2 separate regions of the Mus musculus genome follow, and region 2 is linked to region 1. Evidence: chromatin contacts called from public HiChIP or PLAC-seq data. All regions are on one chromosome and are shown on one strand. Each heading gives the region's core, a stretch centred on a gene start, on an enhancer-like site or on the middle of the called end of the contact. The rest is flanking DNA. Distances are from core to core; before and after follow the strand shown.

The links. HiChIP or PLAC-seq counts read pairs in DNA pulled down with a chosen protein or histone mark.
Region 2: a contact with region 1 is called in a CTCF HiChIP or PLAC-seq map of the NIH/3T3 cell line, with 5 read pairs. The contact joins two enhancer-like sites. A contact is called at or near these places in 1 of 15 datasets of contacts at CTCF or cohesin (the NIH/3T3 cell line) and 1 of 115 datasets of contacts at active chromatin or transcription factors (the NIH/3T3 cell line).

Annotation. Positions count from the first base shown.
Region 1 is chr5:97,982,143-97,989,416 of GRCm38.p6, reverse strand. The region is part of intron 7 of Antxr2 (anthrax toxin receptor 2); the gene reads left to right. Among named protein-coding and RNA genes, the nearest start is that of Gm34226, 31 kb to the left of the region's middle. Within about 2 kb of position 2,601, at least 42 of the 459 cell types and tissues checked have an H3K27ac peak or open chromatin away from gene starts, as enhancers often do. A contact at or near this core is called in the NIH/3T3 cell line, where this site is marked.
Region 2 is chr5:98,941,047-98,948,320 of GRCm38.p6, reverse strand. It overlaps Prkg2 (protein kinase, cGMP-dependent, type II), which reads left to right. Exons shown (of 19, transcript NM_008926.4): 15 at 787-950; 16 at 4,785-4,907; 17 at 6,105-6,167. Among named protein-coding and RNA genes, the nearest start is that of Gm42123, 54 kb to the right of the region's middle. Within about 2 kb of position 4,345, at least 46 of the 459 cell types and tissues checked have an H3K27ac peak or open chromatin away from gene starts, as enhancers often do. A contact at or near this core is called in the NIH/3T3 cell line, where this site is marked.

The sequences.
Region 1 (7,274 bases), core at 1,352-3,851:
TTCCTAAGTTCTGCTGAGTCCCGGAACCAAGATGGCGACCGCTGCTGCTGAGGCTGAGGTCGCCTCCCAAGCCAGGCGGACACCTGTCCTCTGGTCCGGATGGTGGCCGGTTGTCTGCGGCCCGCCCAGGCTGCTGCCTCAGCGGCTCTGTGCTTCTGCCCGTCCCAGAAGCTGTCCGGTTCTCTGGCGCACCCTCTAACCTGTTCAGACTAATTTCCTAGGTCCCGCGGAGTCCCGGAACCCAGATGGCGACCGCTGCTGCTGAGGCTGAGGTCGCCTCCCAAGCCAGGCGGACACCTGTCCTCTGGTCCGGATGGTGGCCGGTTATCTGCGGCCCGCCCAGGCTGCTGCCTCAGCGGCTCTGTGCTTCCGCCCGTCCCAGAAGCTGTCCGGTTCTCTGGCGCACCCTCTCACCTGTTCAGACTAATTTCCTAAGTTCTGCTGAGTCCCGGAACCAAGATGGCGACCGCTGCTGCTGAGGCTGAGGTCGCCTCCCAAGCCAGGCGGACACCTGTCCTCTGGTCCGGATGGTGGCCGGTTGTCTGCGGCCCGCCCAGGCTGCTGCCTCAGCGGCTCTGTGCTTCTGCCCGTCCCAGAAGCTGTCCGGTTCTCTGGCGCACCCTCTAACCTGTTCAGACTAATTTCCTAGGTCCCGCGGAGTCCCGGAACCCAGATGGCGACCGCTGCTGCTCTATTTACATTTCAAATGTTATCCCCTTTCCTAGTTTCCCCTCCAAAACTTCGCTATCAGCCTCCCCCCTCCCCCTGCTCCCCAACCCACCCACTCCCATTTCCTGACCCTGGCATTCCCCAATACCGGGGCATAGAACCTTCACAGGACCAAGTGCCTCTCCTCCCATTGATGACCGAGCAGGCCATCTTCTGCTACATATGCAGTTAGAGCCACGAGTCCCTCCATGAGTTTTCTTTGATTGGTGGTTTAATTCCAGGGAGCTCTGGGGGTACTGGTTAGTTCATATTGTTGTTCCTCCTATGGGGCTGCAAATCCCTTCAGTTCCTTGGGTAATTTCTCTAGCTCCTTCATTGGGGACCCCAAATCACAAAAGAACACACATGTATGCACTTTCTGATAAGTGGATATTAGCCCAGAAGCTCAGAATACCCAAGATACAATTCACAAACCACATGAAACTCAAGAAGAAGGAAGACCAAAGTGTGGATACTTCGTTCCTTCTTAGAATGGAGAACAAAATACCCACGGAAAGAGTTACAGAGACAAAGTTCAGAGCAGAGACTGAAGGAATGACCATCAAGAGACTGCCCCACCTGGGGATCCATCCCTTAAACAACCACCAAACCCAGACACTATTGCAGATGCCAACAAGAGCTAGCTGGTGGGAGCCTGATATAGCTGTCTCCCGAGTGCCTGGCAAATACAGAAGTGGATGCTCACAGTCATCCATTGGATGGGGCACAGGGTTCATTTGTCTTATAGCCAGAATGCCACTGCTTTCTATTGAGAAAGTCCCTGAACTATACGCCCAGCTTTGTATTTGCTTTGGGTCAAATTTATTTAATATTAATCAAGCAAGTGATATCTATGACAAATTGCTCCATACACTTTTTACATTAGGTCTTAGTTCAAACATATGGTAATCCTGTTCATTTAAAATTATTCGGTACATTTTTATGGAATACTCTATTTAGAAATAAGAAAAATATAGCGACTTTTAAATCTGCTTTGACTTATATTGGTTTTTGAGAGGTCATGATATCTTTTTTTTTTCCAAACTGGATATTTGATATTCAAATCATAATGAGCTGAGCTATTTTTTACATTGCAATCATAAGTTTTGAAAACACTTAGGTTGTAAGTAATAATTTGACTTCATGCCCCATATGAATTTATTCCATGTGAAATGTTCATCTTGGGTATATTGTATATCCTTTCAGTAAACAGCCCTATGTTGTCCTAAATGCCAGAAAAAAAACCTCATTAACTACATCATATAGTTTTCAGTTCATAATATGGATTTTACTTTATGTGTCTCCTACTGGATACTACAATATGCCTCTAATATGTAGACTTATTCAGGAAGTTATATGATCTTAATCAATTATGCAAAGCTCCATATACACAATACATATTTTTAATATGTCATAAGATCTATTTTTTTTCTCTGAAAGTGACTGTTCCTTGGCAACAGTGTCATCATGTTTGGTTATTTTGGGTTATTTATCAGTGGCTATAAAGACCTGAGTGAGTGTCAAATGGAATACAAGATAATGTACTCATTGTGGGCAGCAGAATTCCTGGAATGGCTGGCCTCTGACTCAGGCCTGGTTCCTAGTTTTCAGTTCTGTGCCAGCTCTGCTTGCAGAGAGCATGTCTGCCCCTTAGTAGCTAGTGAAGAACCCAGCCTGTATTGAAAGTCTGCAACCTGATGGCGCAGGAAACAGAGGACGTTTAATCCTAATTAATTTGGAACATGCTTGTCCTATTCCAGACAGATACTTCATTCAAATTGGGCTGCTGAGAAGGGGCAATGGTGGCATCTACTTTTATGTCCTGCCAAATGTCCACACCCCCAAGGAGGCCAGCAGGCGGCTTTCACAGCTGCCTCACCACACTGCATCTGGCCTTGCCACCAACCCAGAGCAGAGTCAACAGCCTTACCCGATTCTTCCCTTTGACCTCCTCAAACAGACAAATTCCATAAAATTAATATTTGCAAGTTCATGAGTTTTTCCTAGCATTCTGACCTTTGAATTGTATGAGTAATATATTAAATCTTTATGAAACTAGTTAGAATTGACAGAAAATCAGCAATTATTATTTGTAAGAGACATTGTAACCAGTCCACCAGCAATTTCCACCTGTTTATATATAGATCTATCTATCTATCTATCTATCTATCTATCTATCTATCTATCTATCTATCTATCTATCTGGTTTCTTCAGATAGGGCTTATCTGTGTAGACCTGGACCAGCTATTCTGGACTCTTTGTTCTCAGAGATCTGCCTGCCTCTGCCTCCCAAGTACTTGGATCAAAGGCATACACCACACAGACTTGCAAATGTCTCTCTAGAATGTAGACTTAGAGACCTTCATGTATACACACAAGAGTGGTATGGCTGTGTCATGTGCTATGTTTAGTTTGTTTTCTTAAGAAAGCATTTAAACATGTTTATGTGTGAGTCTGTATATGCACTTATGTATGCATGTGTGCACATATGTATGTATTTGCACATGCATACGTGTGGTATCTATGACATAGAGTCCAAAGAAGCTGGGCTCTATACAGTGAGAAACTATACAGCAGCAGCAATGACAGCAGCAGAGCAGATGCACTTGACAGCAAGAGTGAAGGAACAGCCAGGCAGCAGGCATTGGTTCTTTCTTTCCATCCTCACTATTCTGTGTTTCCCCGTGTGCTTGATGACAGCTATTCTAACTGGAGTGAGATGGAAGCTAAACTGCTTTTAATTTGTGCTTCCCTGATGGCTAAGGCTGTTGAGTACTTTTCACATTTATTGGCCACTCCTATCTTCCTATGGAGGACTGTTTATTCTGTTCAGGAGCCCATTCATTCATTGAATGAGTTGATTTTATTGGTGCTTGAGTTTTAAATTCTTTATATAGACTGGATATTAAACCCATGTGAGCTGTGTAGTTTATGAAGATCTTTCTCATTCTCTGCTTTCCTGGGCTGTGCTGAAGCTTTTTAATTTTTTAGAATCCTATTTGCCAACTTTTGGAGTTCTGTTCTATGCTGTTAGATTATTATTTTTTTTCAGAGAGACCTTGCCTGTGCCTACATCTTTAAGGTTCTTTATTGGTGTTTCCTCTAGCAGTTTCAAGGATTTAGGTATTAAAGTCGATGATTAATTTTGAATTTATGTTTATACAGTGTGAGAGATATGGACTGAACCTCATTCCCATATAGGAATGAATAATAAGGTAGATGCTTGTTTTTTCTATCACCATTTATTGAAGAGTGCCATTTTCCAAAATATATATTTAATATCTTTGTCAAAAATTCGATGGCTACATCCAGCTCTGTAGAATTCTTGTGCTATTCTGGCCTTTTTGCATATTTGTCTTATTTTTCAATGGCATTAGAGTATTGATTTAGTTCCTGTGACACTGTAGTATGTAGGAGTGTTGACATAGAGTGTTGTGATTTTGTGTCTGTGGCACTGTAGTATGTAGGAGTGTTCACATAGAGTGTTGTGATTTTGTGTCTGTGGCACTGTAGTATGTAGGAGTGTTCACATAGAGTGTTGTGATTTTGTGTCTGTGGCACTGTAGTATGTAGGAGTGTTGACATAGAGTGTTGTGATTTAGTTCCTGTGGCACTGTAGTATGTAGGAGTGTTGACATAGAGTGTTGTGATTTTGTGTCTGTGGCACTGTAGTATGTAGGAGTGTTCACATAGGGTGTTGTGATTTTGTGTCTGTGGCACTGTAGTATGTAGGAGTGTTGACATAGAGTGTTGTGATTTTGTGTGTGTGGCACTGTAGTATGTAGGAGTGTTCACATAGAGTGTTGTGATTTTGTGTCTGTGGCACTGTAGTATGTAGGAGTGTTCACATAGAGTATTGTGATTTTGTGTCTGTGGCACTGTAGTATGTAGGAGTGTTCACATAGAGTGTTGTGATTTAGTTCCTGTGGCACTGTAGTATGTAGGAGTGTTCACATAGAGTGTTGTGATTTTGTGTCTGTGGCACTGTAGTATGTAGGAGTGTTGACATAGAGTGTTGTGATTTTGTGTCTGTGGCACTGTAGTATGTAGGAGTGTTCACATGGAGTGTTGTGATTCTGCTACTATTTCTTTGTCCAGTAAGCATTGTTCTGGAGAGTCAGGGATTTTGTACTTCCATAAGAATTTTGGAATTAATTTTTCTAGTTCTACGAAGAATTTTATTGGGATTTTGATGGGGTTTGTATTTAATCTGCAGATTGCCTTTGGCTGGATGGCAGTCTTCACAATGTCTTCTTCTTTCTCTTGAACATGGGAGCCCTGGGAAGTGTCCTCTTCAGTTTCTTTTAGAGCTGTCTTAACATTTTTAACATAGAGGTCTCCACCTCTTTTGTTAGGTTTATTTCCAATATTTTGCTTTCCTTGAAGCTATTGTGAATGTTACATTTTCCTTGTTTCATCCTTGGGAATGTTTTTATTGGCATATAGAAAGGTTGCTGCGTAGTTGATGTTCAGTGGCTACCATGAGACTTTTCTAAAAGTGTTTATAATATCTAAGTGTGTTCTGTTAAATCACTAGGCTCCTTATAACTACAGGATTGTGTCATCTGCAAATAGGGATACCTCATTTTTCTCCTTTCCTGTTTGTATTCCATTTAATGTCTTTCTCTTACAGCTTTGGTAGAGTTAAAACTTATATTGAACAAGAACAGTGAGAATAGACACTCTTGTCTCATTTCTGATATTAGAGAAAATGTTTCCTGTTTTTCCCCATTTAGTATTATATTGTCTATAAAATTATTGTACATAATCTTTAGTATATGTGAGTCTATTTTTTTAATTCCTGTTTTTAAGGGCATTCATTTATCAGGAAGGGAGATGAAGTTTGTCAAAGCCCTTTTTACATCTATTGAGGCATTGCTGTGTTTTTTGTCTTTTAAGTCTCTCTGTGTTGCATTACTTGATTGAACCAATCTTGTATTCCTTACCTGGGGTAAGACCGGCTTGGTCATAATGCATTTGTGATTTTTTTTTTAAAAACAGAATTTACTTTTATTTCATGTATATGAAATGTGTGCCTGCATGCATGTGTGTGTAGCATGTGCATATCTGGTGCCTGCAGGGGCCAGAAGAAGACCTCCTCTTCCCTGGAAGTGGTGTTACGGATGCTTGTGGTCTAGCATGCAGGTGCTGGTAAACCGCATTCTCTCCTAAAACAGAAAGTGCTCTAACAGCCACGGCGAATCGCCGCAGCTTCATATGTGCGATTCCGAATATATTCATGAGAGTGTGATTGTAAGAACTTTGTTAATGTTCACCAGAGAAATTGGTCTACAGACCTCCCTGTTTGTCTGTTTGTCTGTCTGTCAATCTGTCTCTACTCTCTGTGTGTGTATGTACCTGTGTGTGTGTGCACCCATGCATGTGTGTGCACACATGTGCGCATGTGTTTTATGTTTTAATTTAGTTGGTATCAGAGCATTACTGGCTTTGGAGAATGACTTTGGCTCTTTACTTTCTCTCTCTCTTTCTCTTTGTGGAACACTTTTTAGGAGTGTTCTTGGTGTCTTCAATCAGTAGTTGAAGAATTCTGGAGTGTTGAAGGAGTCATGATGCTTTGCCTTTTCATATTTATGGTGTCTGTGTGCTGTGATTGCGTGTACGGCTTCTGGTTGTATTGGAAGATATTCCTGTTGAGTATCATACTTTGAGGGTCTCAAGTTTTTATTTGCACAGTTTCCCTCCTTTGCATAACAGTGCCAGGGGCTGCTCACAGTTAGCTCTGCAGTCTGCTCTGTGTAGACTCTCTCACCCTTCTGAACGCTGCAGTCCATACTGTTCCCTCAGGTAGCTAAATCCACAGGGAGTGGGAAAGGCTACACACTGAGCTCTGAACAAGTAGGAGGCCCTCCTGAATAGTTTATCCTTCTCCCGCCTCCTGGGATGCAGCTGTAGTGTTAGTGGAGCATGGGGGAGATTTAGGATTTAGGTTCTACAGCAATGACTAACAGGTAATTGGTTCCAGTGGTGGGTTGTTCTCATTGAGCTTCTAATCTCCAAGTGACCCAAATTCAGGGTATTCGTAATTAATTAGACCTGCTCCAGGAAACTAAGAGGGGAGGCTACCTCTCTTCCGTACTCCACTTCCTGAGTCTAGCTTTCCTGCTGCGTTCTGTTTTTGGCTTTGGGGCTTCTAGTCCTCCAGCTGTTTACAACTGCATCAAAATCTATACTTACCCTGGGATGGTTGCAGACTAAATTCCAACTCCCTGCCCTGTGACAGTTCCCCATCTTCAGCCCCTAAGGATAGTTTAGTTTCAAAGAGTAGCTTCTTTCTCAAGATGATGTTGGGTCCAGCACCTTCCCTCTGAACCACAAAAGTGCAAGAGTATGCTTCTGTACCACTGGGGACCCATCTGCCCGAGGAATCGCTGTTTCATCAAAACCATCTTGATTTTAAGCCTACACATTTTTTCAGGAGTATCCTAAATGTAGGAATCCAAGTCCCTTTTCACCAGGGCCACAAGCCTCCTGCTTTGGATAAGTTTTCTGACTTTGCTCCCTCTGTCCCTGCCAGGCATCCCTGTGAGCGCAGGGTGTTAGGTTG
Region 2 (7,274 bases), core at 3,096-5,595, 960 kb before region 1:
TACTCTGAGCTTCTCATGGCCAGCTCCATATGACAAGCATGGAGCAAAATCTAAGCTGGAGTGGGTGCTCACAACTTTTTCAGAATATGAGATTTAATAATTTCCTACACTCCTTCCTAGTGAGGATCACAAGTGTTCAGAGATCGAAGCAAACTAGGCAAAGATGGTGCTTGCTTTGCTTCGGGATACAGAAAGAGATAGCTGGCATATGCTGTGAGCAGTGCATCTTTAGGACAGGCAGAGGTTTTAGCCTCTTTTCTTAGTAATAGTCTCTTTCCCAAACTCTCAACTTTGCTATTATTTCGATCCCTGGAGGAGTTTTACAGGTACCTGTTTCTATTAGTTCCCTGCCTCTTCAAACCATCAGATAAGCCACTGAGTTAAAATATGCTTTAGTCCTAATTGCCAGGAGCATAAGAATGATTTTGAATTGTCTTCAAGAGTAATGTGGGGCACATGATGGAACCTTTCTCCATAACTTGATCTACAAAGGGATATCTGAGATGGTGCATCTGTGCGCATGTGTCTGCGCATACGTGTGTGTGTGTGTGTGTGTGTGTGTGTGTGTGTGTGTGTGTGTGCTTGTGTGTGTGGTATGTGTGTTTCTGTGTGTGGTGTGTGTACACAAGTGTGTGCATGTGTGTGTGCATGAGTGTGTGTGGGGTGTGTGTATTGTATTTTGAAGGAAATTTTGGACTCGTATGAAAGCTCATACAAATTAACAGAAACTTAAAAGCAGCATAACATTTTATAACATCTTCAGTTTTCTTTGATGTTTTGTCTTAGGTTGACTTTGGATTCGCTAAGAAGATTGGCTCTGGACAGAAAACGTGGACATTCTGTGGGACTCCAGAGTATGTGGCCCCCGAGGTCATTCTTAACAAAGGACATGACTTCAGTGTGGATTTCTGGTCCCTGGGGATTCTGGTCTATGAGCTCCTAACGGGCAAGTGAGTGTGAACCCACAGCTCAGTCCAGCCTCACTCAGCTCTGTCTTCAGGGCAAAATAATTCACTAATGATAAAAATACAAAATTTAAAATGAATGTTGCTTTTTCCTCTTCATGTTGCTTCAAACACAGGGCTAGGATAAGAAGTTTAAAATAAAAAGGATTCAGAAACCTAAAGCAAAGGAGGATAGCATTCATATAGTTTACCTAAAGTGTCAAGTTTCATTGTTACAGAAACACATTCAGTATGTGAAAGTTTTATGATCCAGAAATAGAAACAATACTTTGGACTTGTTAGAATTTCTTTCCTTTTAAACAAATGATGAAAGCTGTTTTCCTAGTTCAGTAAGACTCATTGATCAATCAAACTAAATTTAGCTAGAGTCTGCCATCTTCCCCAGATGTCATTAACCATAAATGCTAAGAGAAGGCTACAATGCTGAATTTAAAATTTAAATCCCCTGACAGCTCCTTTACAAGGTGCTAATGAACAGAACCAAGACACAGCATGGGCTTCAGCGGTTAAGAGTGGCTTGTCATCTGCAGAGAGATAAAAAGCTGGGACTAATGAATCTGCAGGCCTAAATATTTAACACAGGACAGTGCGCGCGTTCACACACAAACGTGTACACACACACACACACACACACACACACACACACACACACACGCGTGCGCGCGCGCGCGCGCGCGCGCGCGCGTGTACATGCAATACAAGGTAGTCCACATTCGTAATATACTTCACTGCTTACCAAGCACACATACACATAACCTTGTTTAGTTTTCAAACACACATGAGGAAGGTAAGATAGGAATTTTCATTATTATTTTATGATTCAAATGTTTTTGATTATTTTATGATTTAAATTTTACAAGTTAGACAACTAGGTCACAAGACTATCTGCCTGAGATCAGTAACTTGATTCCAGTTCCCCTGGCTCTGTCTGTGACGTACTTTCTGTGACACACGTATGATTTATGACTCTTTATAGCCAACTGTGATCAACATTAGTTTCAGAGACATTTGCACTAAGAATTGTGTAATCAGTCCTACGATGAATCCATTTGGGGCAGTAAATGTCAACATACACATGTTCTTTTTGCAACAATAAGGACCTAAATAGGGATTTGCACGTTCTAAAGATGCAGTCCACCACTGAGCTGTGTTCTACTTAATTGTCTTAAGTGCTGCAAGCCTCAATATTAAATAAAAAATGTGAAAACACCCATGGTTCACATCTTTGTCCACACACACACTGGGGAAACAGATTTGAAAATCTGCATTTTAGCTGAATCATTATTAACAATGTTCAGATAGTCATGATGGAAGAGTGAGATGGAAGGATGGAATTTTCCAGGTAGTCATGGAGAAGAGCAGATTGTTTAAGGTGTGCGAACCCTGTGTTGTTTCCAATATTTATTCCTTCATCTTAGAGATGTCTAAGGGAATGTTACTGGCATGGTGGTTCTTGGAGCTTCTGGAAAATACATGTGGATCTTTGTCACCTGAGAAATGTGTCATGCAGAACAGCAAAATAAATTGGGGAAATAACAGAGGGAGAGAAGGGACAGCAACTTGGAATTGCTAAGGGGGCCTCAAACCATCATAAAGAAGTTAGGGAGATATTTTGCCAGGCATTTTCAGGGCAGAAGAAAGTCCATTTTTAATTCTCTGATCCAGTGTTTCAGGTTGTCAGGGAAAGAACACCATGAGAATCATAACAAGGCTGTAAATATGCTCGTGCATGCATCTCTGTGTATTGAAGATGCCAAACCAATGGCTTTGCCTCTGGCTTCATTTTCTTCACAGTGGAATCAGAGGTTACTTGAAACTCAATGCATTACCTTTGCTCTAAGGCTTTATTATTTTATTTTATTGTGCCAAAGGTGAGGACAGTTGGTTTCCAAGTAGTACAGCCATAGTTGCTAAACAACAGAGTAATTAGGTGTTTTTTAATCTTCAAATTTTAAATGGTGTACTAGCCCAGACATGAAAATGTTTTAGGAATCAAAGTGATAAACAAATTAAAATGTTGCCCCACTTTGGTGGCTACATCTAAACCCCACTAGTCTTTGAAGTATTCTCTTCGGTGCTTTACAGGCCCTGCCTCTCCCTCCTCATCTTACCGTGATAGCCCCATCTCTGTACTCATTTCTGAGTTTTCTCATTTTCCTGATAGTTACATTGAACCAGTCAGTCCTTGACCTCTTTTCCACCTAACACTTACTGCGTCATATCCTCAAGTCCTACAACCATAAACCTTATGAGATGATGAGATGGACCAAGTTAATCTTCCTAGTGTTTCTCTTCAATGTTAGGCCCATAAACCCAATGGCCTGCCTCTCAGGTCCACATGGCTCTGCAACATAGCCAGGGTCCTTTCCCCGGTGACTAGCTGCAGCAACACTGAGTCAGGTGACTTTCCATTGCTGTGACCAAATACCTGAGGTCACTTAGAAGTAAGAAAAGATGTATTCTGGTTCCTTGTTTCAGTCTATGAATCACTGACCCTGTAGATTTGGGAACATGGCACGTTATGACAGAGCATGCGGCAAATGATGTCTGTCACTATGAGGTGGCCAGAACACAAAGAGGAAGAGACGAACATCTCAATATTCCAGTTAAGGTCCTTTCTCCAATGGCCTTTCTTCTGGCCTCATTCCGAAAAGTTCCTGTTACGTCTCCATTATGACACAGCTTGGGGACCGGGGCCTCTGGGGACTAGCCTAGACCCAAATTATAGCACTTGCCTCGTCCCTAGTTTGTCCATCTTAGGGAAAATAGTTCTATTCAGTGGGCACCGTGGCCAGGAATCATTCTTGAATTTCTTTTCTCTCTTCCCCACCACATTCACTACGTTGGCAAATCCTGTTAGTTTTATCATTAGTCTTAGGCCAGGCTATATCACAAAATTCTATAGGCTGGTGACTTTTTTTAAAGCTCATTTATTTCTTGCAGTTTGGGAGGCTGGAAGCCTCAGCAAAAAGTTGAGCTCTAGTGAGGACTCCCTTTTAGTTGTAGACTTATAGGATCCTCGCTAGGAAAAAGATGGCCAGCCAGACTCCTGTCTTAGAAGGTCACCAATCCTATTCATTGATAGGCACACTCTCAACCTAATTAACTTTATAAAATCCCATCACTTCAAGATTATGGTTCCAACATATAAATCTGACAAAGAGACATAATTAGTACAGTCCATGGACTAGATAGAGCCACGTCTCTTTCAATATCTTCAGCACAGCTTCCCACCGCCAGCCTGCCAGCCTCACCCCATACTGGACTTTATTTCTTGTATTAAAAAAGATGACTCAAGTTGCTGTAAGTTCTACCACTGACTCAGATCCATGCCCAGATCTTCACTGTAGCCCACGGGATACACAGGATGCTGTGGTAATCTCTCAGCGTCCCTGGAAGCTTACTCATTCTACCATTTACTGCCCACTCCTGCCCACTCCCGACACATTCCTTTGTACTTCCTGTCTCAGAACTCAGTGATCTCAAACAAGACAACTCTGTGTCTCATTGGCTCCCTCTGTCCATTCAGACTTCTCCTTTGTCAGCGTAGAAAGGAGGCTTTTCCTACTCACCTTCTTACACACACACACACACACACACACACAAGAAAATCACACCCCCTCCCTTTCTGTCTTCTCCTTTTAGGGGTTATTTAAGTGATGGGAAATTGATTAAAGGCTTTCCACAATATACCCCAATTTGTTGTAAAGTAACTAAGAGGGAGGGTCAGAGAACAGAACCGGAGTGGAAAGAGAAGTAGGAAAAGAGGAGCCCCACAAGACTCTCTCTGAAGTGCGTCTTATTTTGTGTCTTCTCCAGCCCTCCCTTTTCTGGGATAGACCAAATGATGACCTACAATTTGATTCTCAAGGGAATCGAGAAAATGGATTTCCCCAGAAAGATAACAAGGCGCCCTGAGGATTTGATCCGGAGGCTTTGCAGGTGAGAATGACCATGGGCCACAGAGGAAGTGTGAAGGCTTCTGCTCCCCGTGCAATGCGGAGATGTTTTGCAATTACGTTTGTGCGTTCAGTACTTGGACATCTTATGTTGCTGTTGTAACTGAAGAAAGTTTTTAAGTTAAATATTTTTGAAAATATTTTTGCATGTGTATTTGTGCACGGGTGCATGCCTGGTGCCTTCAGAGGCTAGGCGATGTCATCATATCTAGAACTGGAGTTATAGACTGTTGTGAGTTGTCGTGTAGATGCTGGGGACCCATTACAGGTCCTCAGGAGAAACAGCAAATTCCCCTGACCATGGAGCTGAGCTGTGTCTCCAGCTCCCTAGTAGTCTTCTTTCCTTTTTGTTTTTTAACAGAGTTCAAGAAAAGATTTTTATTTATTTTTATTTTGTGTTTATAGGTATTTTACCTGTATGCATGTCTGTGCACCATGTGCATGTCCATAGAAATTAAAAAAGGGCATTGTTGTGTCTCCTGGGGCTGGAGTTAGAGACAGCTGTGAGTGCTCTACAGGTGCTTGGACTTGAACTTGAGTCCTCTGGAAGAATAGTCAATGTTTTCACCCACTGAGCTATCTCTCCAGCCCCTTCGTAGTCTTTAAGAAAATGTACTTTTCCAGTCTTCTTTTAAATTATTTCAGCCTTTGACTTACTATCGAAAACATCAATTTTCAGAGAAACATTGGAGACTTCTAGAGCTTTGTTTTGTTTGGCCCAAACTCCAATGCACTGCTGTGCCCCTGTCCCACCTTTGGAGATGTTTTTAAAGCATATAAAGTTAGTAAATCAAAAACATCAAACCTAGTTTGGGATTTGCAAATAGGAATACCTACACACTTCTGAGATTGCAGCTTGGATGTAAATGAAATCCTAACACATTTCCCAGTTTTCTCAGCAGCATTTGCAACTAAGTTTGCAAGCTAGTATTTATTCAAGTCTATCCACAGCTCATGCAGAGAACAGATAGATGAATCCAGACACTCAGCTGCAGCTCCTCCATGGAAGGACCATAATTTTGTTTTCTCCCTGTGGTCAAATGGCTGGCCTGCAGTAGGATCTGATGAAAGTTATTGAGTAAATGAATTTAAACACAAGCACTATTCTTTTTTCTAAAACCACTTGTATGTTGTTGTTGTTGTTGTTGTTGTTGTTAACTTCTCCCATCAATCATTTTAGGCAAAACCCAACAGAAAGGCTGGGAAATCTGAAGAACGGGATCAACGACATTAAGAAACACAGGTAACTGATTTTCCTTGTTGCTGACATAAACATATAAATGTGCAGAATAACCAGGTGTCTTAGGTAGGGTTTCTTTTGCTGTGATAAATACCACGGTCAAAAGCAGCCTGGGGAGGGAAGGGCTCATTTCATCTCACAGCTTATATATAGTCCATCATCCAGGGAAATCAACACAGCCACCTGGAGGCGGGTACTGATACAGAGGCCGTGGAGGGTACTGCCTACTGGCTTGCCCATAGGTTAATCGGAGGGTGGGGGGCACTTTCTCAGTTGAGGTTCCCTCTTCCCAACTAACCATGTCTGGTATCCAGCTGATGTATAGGTCACCAGTATGTGAGATGACCATGGCAGGTTCTCTCAGGAGACCGCCTTGCTCCATTACAGGCTTTCAACTTCTGGGTGTTTCAAGGTGTAGTTTTCCTTTGTATAGTTTGCTAGTAATTGTTGCCCAAATAGGTCTTAATATGCTTTCCTTAATACTGGAAGTTCATGTCAAGAATGAGTCATCATTCATGTCATCTTTCAGTCACAGAAACAGTTTTGCATCCACTGTTATTTCTATTATTATTATTATTAACCTGGCTTCTGTGAGGGAATTAAGTAATATTTTTGGCTTTGAATTTGTAAATAGAATAAGATACAATTCTTGTAGAGATGTAGAAAAGAATGATACAGCCTAACCCATTATTAAATACCACTGACTAATGAGTTTTTACTTTATGTTGTTGTAAAGGGGATGCATTTAGTAGGAACTGTGGCAGGATCATGGTCTGGCCTTACCTAGGTCCTCAACTCTTACAACCCCATTAAGACAATTCACAAGAGACAAAATGTCATATAAATGAGAGGGAACAATTATTACCGAGTGAAGTGGGACATCAAGGGATAAGAGTGTGCAGTTGCCACAGGGACCATTGCAGAGCAGAGCATCTCATGTCACTCTGAGAGCAGAAGGTGGCTTCTGCCTGTGTAGGTATGCTCTATGATTATTGCTTACATCCCGTGAACAGCTTTCCTGACGGGCGTTTTCCTGTCCAGACTGACAAGCTCTCGGGTTCGATCTTACAGGAAGGGCAGTGGGTTGCCAGGGCTCCTGCTAGCTAGCAA